Regions from separate parts of the Gossypium hirsutum genome. Here region 2 is linked to region 1. The links are chromatin contacts, called in public Hi-C maps. All regions are on one chromosome and are shown on one strand. The core of a region is the stretch at or near the end of the contact, and the rest is flanking DNA. Distances in the headings are between cores, read along the strand shown.

Region 1 (3,789 bases), core at 555-3,054:
TTTTGTAGACGATTAGCAACTGTTTTGGCAATAATTTTATAAATTACCGTACAAAGGCTAATCGAGCCAAAATTCTTCAAATTAAGAAGGTTTGAGATTTTTGGTATTAGAACCAATTGTGTTCTATTTATCTCATCTAAAGATTTGCCATTATTCAAAATATCCAAACAGAACATGCTAGTATCTTTACCAATAATGTGCCAATACTTTTGGTAAAAATTTGCTGGAAACCCATCTGGTCCTGAAACTTTCGTAGGCCCTATTCCATTTAGTGTCGCAACAATTTCCTCCTCTGTATAACTAGCCATCAAGCTTTGGTTCATGCTGTCAGTTATGCAAAGCGGTACCCCCGACAAAATATGGTCCAAATTTTCTATTTTACGAGACTCAAAAAGATCAGCAAAATAATCTCGAGTAATATTCTCAGTTTTATTACAATTTGTGGCAAGAGAACCGTCATTCCTTTGCAAACCACGAATTCGATTCGTACGCTTTCTTTGAGAAGCAAACTTATGAAAAAAGAAGTGTTATTATCCCCCAATTTCAACCAATTTGCTCTTGCTTGTTGTTCCAAAAATCGTTCTTTCTTTTCCATCTCCTTATTTAAGTGTAATTTGACATCAACAAGCTCGACCATCGATTCCTCCGAGCGCTCGGCACAATTCAAACCCTCAATCTCCTTGTTAAACTTTTGACCTCATGACATTTATTAGCCATAATGATGTCCCCCCATCTTTTCAGTCCCTTAGTAAGCATTGCAATACGATTTGGATAAGAACCCAAGATACCCTCCCATAACTCTCGAATCTCTTCCGCACATGACTCATCCAAAACCCACCATGCTTCAAAAATAGAATTGTCTAGTTCTGTTACCCAGACCGCTTACTTTCGTCTCATTAAGTAAAGGACAGTGATCCGAAAAAGAGTAAAGAAAGTGTCTCAAAGAATACGATGGAAAAAGTTGAATCCATGCATCCGTAGCAACACCCCTATAAATTCTTTCTCTTATATTATTTTCCAATACATGACCCCTCTCCCAAGTGAACCAAGGTCCAGAGAAGCCAATGTCAACTAACTGACAATTTTTCAAAGTTATGCGAAAAGCCTCCATTCTGGTCTTATCCCTTAAATTCCCACCTTGCTTCTCATTAGCAAAAAGAATATCGTTGAAATATCCTCCAACCAACCATGTTAATGAAATAGTCTGCCCCAATCGCCTAAGCAAATCCCACGTGACAGCTTTATCTCTTACATCCGGAGCTCCATGAATCGCCACCTTGGTGTCCCCTCCTCTTCTTGAATTTCACGTCAATATGATTATTGGAGAAATTCTTCAAAGTTACCAAATGACCACCATTCCACCTAAGGTTTAATCCCCCTCAAGTCTCCTCCGTAGAAACATCAATACCGTTAATAAAACCACAACGCCTCCTAACATTCTCCATACGGGAAGCATTCAATTTTGTCTCCATAAAGAAGACCATGTGGGGATGATAAGTTTTCAGCATATGCTGAAGATGACGTATTGTTCACGAACTCCTCAATCCGTGAACATTCCAGCATAAAATTTTCATGGCTTCCAGTTGGCATACCCACCGGTAGCCACCGATACAGTTTTTTGGTGAGTTGAATACCCCCCACTTATCTCCATCGAATAGCATTGGAACCCTTGGAAATTAAAAAGTCAGACCTTTGTCTTTTCTTTCCCTCATTATTGGAAATTGGGTTCTCCTCCAACTGACAATCCATTCTCGTGAAGTCCAATCCATTAGCACAATCCACAACAGCCCGAGCCTTAATTGATTCCAGCCCATTCAAACAAAATTTCATCTGTTGACGTTGACAATTAGCCAACTCTTTCCCCAAACACTGGTGTGAATCCTGCCTCTGATTTGAATCGTTTGAAGATTTAGAGCCTTCCAAATTAATTCCTAGGATAGAATTAAAATCAACCCATGATCATTTCCCATGATTTTGCCTAGAAATTTGTCCAGATTTCACATCAACACGATTCTTTCCAAAAAAAGAATTGTCTCCCTCCTCCCTGAGCCAGATGCTACTAACGGTGGTGGCCTTCCTCGGCTGCGCCCTCAAAGTCAAATCCCACCCCATTTCTACTTCCTGTATCCCACATTATAGCCTTGTAGGACAGAAACTATCTCCATGACCAAGACAGCCACATAAGAAGCAAAATAAAGTTAATTTTTCATATTTGAATTTTGCATAAGTAAAATTTGATTCGGACAACTTGATTTTTTTCCGTGTCTTTAGAGGCTGCCTAACATCAATTTGAACGCGAATTCGTAGAAAATTTTTGTAGCCGGTCGATAAATTCTTCATATCATATTCTAGAAACTTACCAATGAAATTTCCAAATTGTACCACCATTAATTCTTTAATAAAACTTGGAGGCAAATCATGGATCTGCACCCACCAGTCTGAAAACACCAAAGGAATTGACTTTGGATTTTCATTCTCCTGAATCCTATGGAAAGTCAATAGGTGGTTATTAAAAGTCCAAGGTGCCCCTGTTATAACATGAATATCCACTTCGTTAAAAAACTTGAACAGAAATCACTTTTCACCCAAATCTGAAATTTGAACACCTTCCAAGGGTGCCAGATATTTATCATTGTATTTCTTATGGCTGGGAAGTGGACCACACTAGCAGTTAGAAAACAACCCACCAAACAGAAATTAAACGTTAGGTCTTGTGCTTCATCCCCATTCTGAACAGGAAAAACATCCTCTTCACTTTCTTCCAAACTCAGATCTGCCAGCCTTCTTTCCATAAGTTACACCTCACAGGAAATAATCCCACAGGAATAGCAGAAAAACCAATACCAAAGCAAAAACAAAAAAATAAAACTGGAGAATACCCAAATCGTGCCAAAAGGCAGACAAAGACGCGCCAAAAAGCAGACGAGTCAAATGATATTTAAAACTAAGAAAAACTCATTAAATTATTATTAAATTACAAAATCGATAATAATTATTTTTCCTTACTAAGGCAGAATTGTATCTATCTTCAAACCCATTGATTTGTTTTTTCAAGAACTTTAAATCTCTTATCAAACTTACCATTAATCTCATTTTCCTTTCACTTTTTTAAACACGAAAAATATTTTTCAAAACCCCCACTAATTATATTATTTTTTATATTAATAATAAATTTACGTTAATTTTAATCTCTCCCAACCCTTCGATTTTTTTTCATATAATTAAATCAAACAAAGATTAATTTTCTTTGAAGTGGTTGATTATTTTTAGCCAACTATAATGTGAAAAAAAAATTGAGTTTTTTTTTAATTCGTTATTAAATCTGGAATTATTAATTAAAAAGATGAATTAAAAATACAAAATTTGAGAACAATATATTTATTAATTAAAAATAAAAAACCTTGAAATAACATGAAATAAAAATTACAAATGTGTTTAAAAAAGGAGAATTAAACCTAAGTCTAAAGGATGAATATTTAATCATTGAACCAAATGAGCTGATATGCTAAAAACATTAATTAAAAATATAAAAAGCTTAAAACAGTGATATATATATGTGTGTGTGTGTGAGTGGGAGAGGAATCAAACCTAAGATTTAAGAATAAAACTACTAACATTTAACTATTTAACTAAAGAAATTAATCATATTAAAAAAATCAAAAAATGTAACTTAAAGGAAAAGCTCGTCCAGTTGGGTGTGATTTTCCACTCTTTTTCCAAAAATGACTTATTCTGTTAAATTTTCAAAAAATTAACCTATTTAACCAATAAATATATAATAAATATATA
Region 2 (3,789 bases), core at 393-2,892, 370 kb after region 1:
TATACTTTCCGGGGTTCATTCGTGTATTTTGGAAAGAATGAATCGAATGTTGCTGGACATTTACTCAGAGGGCAAAATTATTGAGTCGCTGAAAGGAATGGGGCCTACAAAAGCTTCAGGTGCTGACGGTTTCCCTGTTATTTTCTATCAGAAGTACTGGCACATCATTGGTAAGGATACTAGTGATTTTTGTTTAGGAATTTTGAATAATGGGAGTTCTTTGGAAGAGATTAATAAGACTCAACTGGTGCTGATTCCTAAAACTACTAATCCTACCAATTTGAAAAATTACCGTCCCATTAGCCTGTGTACTGTTATTTATAAGATTATTGCCAAGACAGTGGCTAATCGTTTCCAAAAGGTTTTGGAAGAGTGCATTGATGGTGTACTGTTATTTATAAGATTATTGCCAAGACAGTGGCTAATCGTTTCCAAAAGGTTTTGGAAGAGTGCATTGATGGCGCCTAAAGTGCGTTCGTTCTCGGTAGGCTTATTTCTGATAATGTTTTACTCGCATATGAAGTTCTTCATTCTCTTAGAAATAAAAGATATGGAAGAAAAGGTTTCATGGCTCTAAAATTAGACATGAGCAAGGCCTATGATAGAGTTGAGTGGCCTTTTATAAGAGAGATGATGAGTAAATTAGGCTTTGATGAAAGGTTCATCAATATTATCCTTCAATGTATCAGTTCTGTCTAGTACACGATTTTAATTAATGGGGAGGAAGGATCAAGTTTCAGGTCTTCTAGGGGCCTGGGCCAAGGGGATCCTTTAAGTCCCTATTTGTTTCTATTTTGTGGAGAAGGGCTTTTTACATTAATGAGACTGGCTAGTCAGGAAAAAAATTTCTGTTGCCAAGGTTTGCAGATCAGCTCCACCGATCACGCACCTCATGTTTGCAGATGACTGCATTTTGTTTGGAGAGGTCTCAATTAGGGGGATCTGTGTGATGAAGGATATTCTCGAAGAATACAAAGCTTGTTCGGGGCAGTGTGTTAACTTTGAAAAATCAACAGTGTTCTTTAGCTCTAATGTGGCAGATCAGGATAAGGATATGGTGTTTCAGATTCTTAATGTTAGAAGCTCGAAAAATCCAGTGAAGTACATTGGTCCTCCTAACATGGTGGGTCGAAAGAAGAAAATCGCCTTTCAAAATTTGAAAAATCGCTTGAAGCAACAGATTAATAGTTTTAGTTTAAGGCACATTTCTCAGAGAGATCCAGAGAGTTTTATAAAGGCTGTTTTGCAATCACTTCCCACCTATACAATGGCTTGCTTCCTTTTGCCAAAATCGTTATGTTTGGAATTGGAAAATATTATGGGGGCTTTTTGTAGAGGAAAAATCAAGGAAAGCGTGGGATGCATTGGTACGATTGTAAGTCCATGTGCGCGCTTAAGGAAAATAGGGGCATGGGTTTCCGCAATCTAAATCATTTTAATATCGCTTTATTGGCAAAACAGGGTTGGCGTTTGTTACGTAATCTTAATTCGTTACTAGTGCGTACTTTTAAAGCTAAATATTATAATGAGTCGAACTTTTTAAACTCCAGTTTGGGAAATCTACCTTCCTTTACCTAGCGAAGTATCTGGGCTACTAATGGGCTTTTGTTGAAAGGACTGGGTTGGAGGATTAGAAATGGAAACAAGTCTCTATTTGGGAAGATGCATGGATTCCTGGCAATGATGATTTTAAAGTACAAAACACAGAGGTTAATTTAAGCGTTCAACAAGTTGTTGATCTGATTGATGCTAATGCTAGAAAATAGAACTCAGAGTTGATTTTTAATACATTTTCGGAGCAGGACGCAGAAAGGATTCTTTGTATTCCCTTGTCTTTGCAGGAGCTCGATGATGTTGTCATTTGGCGTGGAGAGCCGACTGGTGAATATTCGTTACGAAGTGGGCATAAACTCCTTTTACATGATAATCTTAATAATTTACAGGCTAGTTACAAACAATTTTACAAAAAATTGTGGACTCTTGACCTACCCTTTAAAATAAAGATTACAGTTGGCGAATTTCTCGTAACTATCTACCTACTTTTAGTAATCTTCAATATCAACGAATGAGGGGCTCCGCGACTTGCAGTCGGTGCCAGGATGGAGTGGAAATAAGGGAACATGTGTTCCACAAGTGCTCTGTTGCAAAGGAAACATGGGAATACTTGAATATAAAGTGGATCCTTTCTGAAGAAAGCACTGATTTCAGAGAATGGTTTAAATGTATTTTTGAGTCTAGATCTAAAGCTATTTGCAGAATATTTGCATGCACTTTATGGGCACGTTGGACTTCCAGAAACAGATTTATCCATGATGGTGAGATTAAGACGGGTGCTCAAATTGCAATTTTTGTTGAAAATCATATTAAGGAACTTGATGGGTTGAAACAGAATGTACCTGTTGAACGTTTCTATGTGGCTAGTTGGGTTGCTTCGGAAGGAACAGGGATCAAGATTAACTTCAATGCTGCTTTTAACAATCGCAGGAAGGAATCGTGTTCAGGGTTAGTTATCCGTAATGCTAAAATAGAGGTTATTTGCTAAAAAATAGTTATGAACTCAAACATACCGTCTGTCTTCGCTGCTGAAGTGGTGGCGTGCTTTCAAGCGCTACAACTGGGTTTACAACCGGATATGAGGGAGGTGGAGATCGAGGGTGATTCTTGAACGGTGATTCGAAAGCTTCAAGAAGAAAATGAGGATAGATCTGAGATTGCTGCACTCATAAACGGTTCTAAAAGTATTAGCTTAGGATTTCAGACCTGCGTCTTCCTCTTTACAAACAGAGAAGCAAATACGGTTGCTCATATCACTTTAACTGAAGGATTGGTAAGAAGAGAGTCAACTTATCTAGAGAACATGGTTGCTTTTGGAGCGGTGGGAGTGGTGGCTGAAGATCGACAGAGGACTGAGAGTATGAGAGAGCTGAGGGGACGGAGAGTAGGGGAAGAGGAAAACATTTTTTGAATCTGTTGTGTGGAAGAGTTTTCAAGAACGTGGAGTTTCAAGAAGCCTTTGAGGGTTGAAATGGTCAGATATTAATTTGATTGCTGATAATTATTGTTTTGACGATTGTTGTTTTCAAGGGGGTTTATGGGGTGGTTTCTAGCTGGAGCAAGAATGCTCTAGAGTATCCCTCTTTGTCGTTTTGCTGGTTTGTGGAATTGGGCTACTTTTGTTTTTCTTTGTGTTTGGGCTTGTCTTTGGGTTATTTTGTTTTATTAATTTTTGTTATTTTGACTTTGGGGGTATTTTGTTTTGTTCTGTGTTGGGTTGTTTTTGGTTTTTTGTTTTTCCGTTTCTTGTGTTGGACTTAGTCTATTGTTGGCTTGAATTTGTTTTGGCCCTGTTTCAATATAATCAGTGAATTAATTCAAAAAAAAAAAGTATGTGATAAATGGATGACATGGCTGTTCTAAAATTGTTATAATAATATATTAAACCTTCAACAATTATGTAACACCCCTATCCCGTATCCGTCGCCAGAATAGGTGAAGGGGTATTACCAGACTTGAAACTCATATCAGAACAGTAAATTTTTTTTTTTGAGAACATTCCTTTAGATAAATACTAAAGACAGTCAGGTATACAAATTTAAACTTCTATAAGTACACATTCAAAAGATGCCATTTTCGCATGGCTTATATACGTTAACCAAAATATTCTTCGGCCACTGGTCTATTCTATACATGCCATAAAATAATTCAAAACATAACAGTAATAAGCAGTGGATAGTGATAGTGTGACTAGTTGCTGATGATCCCCGAGTCTGTAGCTTCCAAATGAGATCT

Evidence for each region. A called contact is a pair of places that touch in the nucleus more often than the background predicts.
Region 2: a contact with region 1 is called in a Hi-C map of leaf, with 1.8 times the contacts expected there. The contact joins two enhancer-like sites. A contact is called at or near these places in 2 of 34 Hi-C or Micro-C datasets (both in leaf).

Annotation. Positions count from the first base shown.
Region 1 is chrA12:12,894,892-12,898,680 of Gossypium_hirsutum_v2.1, forward strand. LOC121211295 (a long non-coding RNA gene) reads left to right here. Exons shown (of 4, transcript XR_005906609.1): 4 at 1-112. Among protein-coding and RNA genes, the nearest start is that of LOC121211295, 4.6 kb to the left of the region's middle. Within about 2 kb of position 1,805, at least 9 of the 9 cell types and tissues checked have an H3K27ac peak or open chromatin away from gene starts, as enhancers often do. A contact at or near this core is called in leaf, where this site is marked.
Region 2 is chrA12:13,265,954-13,269,742 of Gossypium_hirsutum_v2.1, forward strand. No RefSeq gene overlaps it. Among protein-coding and RNA genes, the nearest start is that of LOC107939796, 19 kb to the left of the region's middle. Within about 2 kb of position 1,643, at least 7 of the 9 cell types and tissues checked have an H3K27ac peak or open chromatin away from gene starts, as enhancers often do. A contact at or near this core is called in leaf, where this site is marked.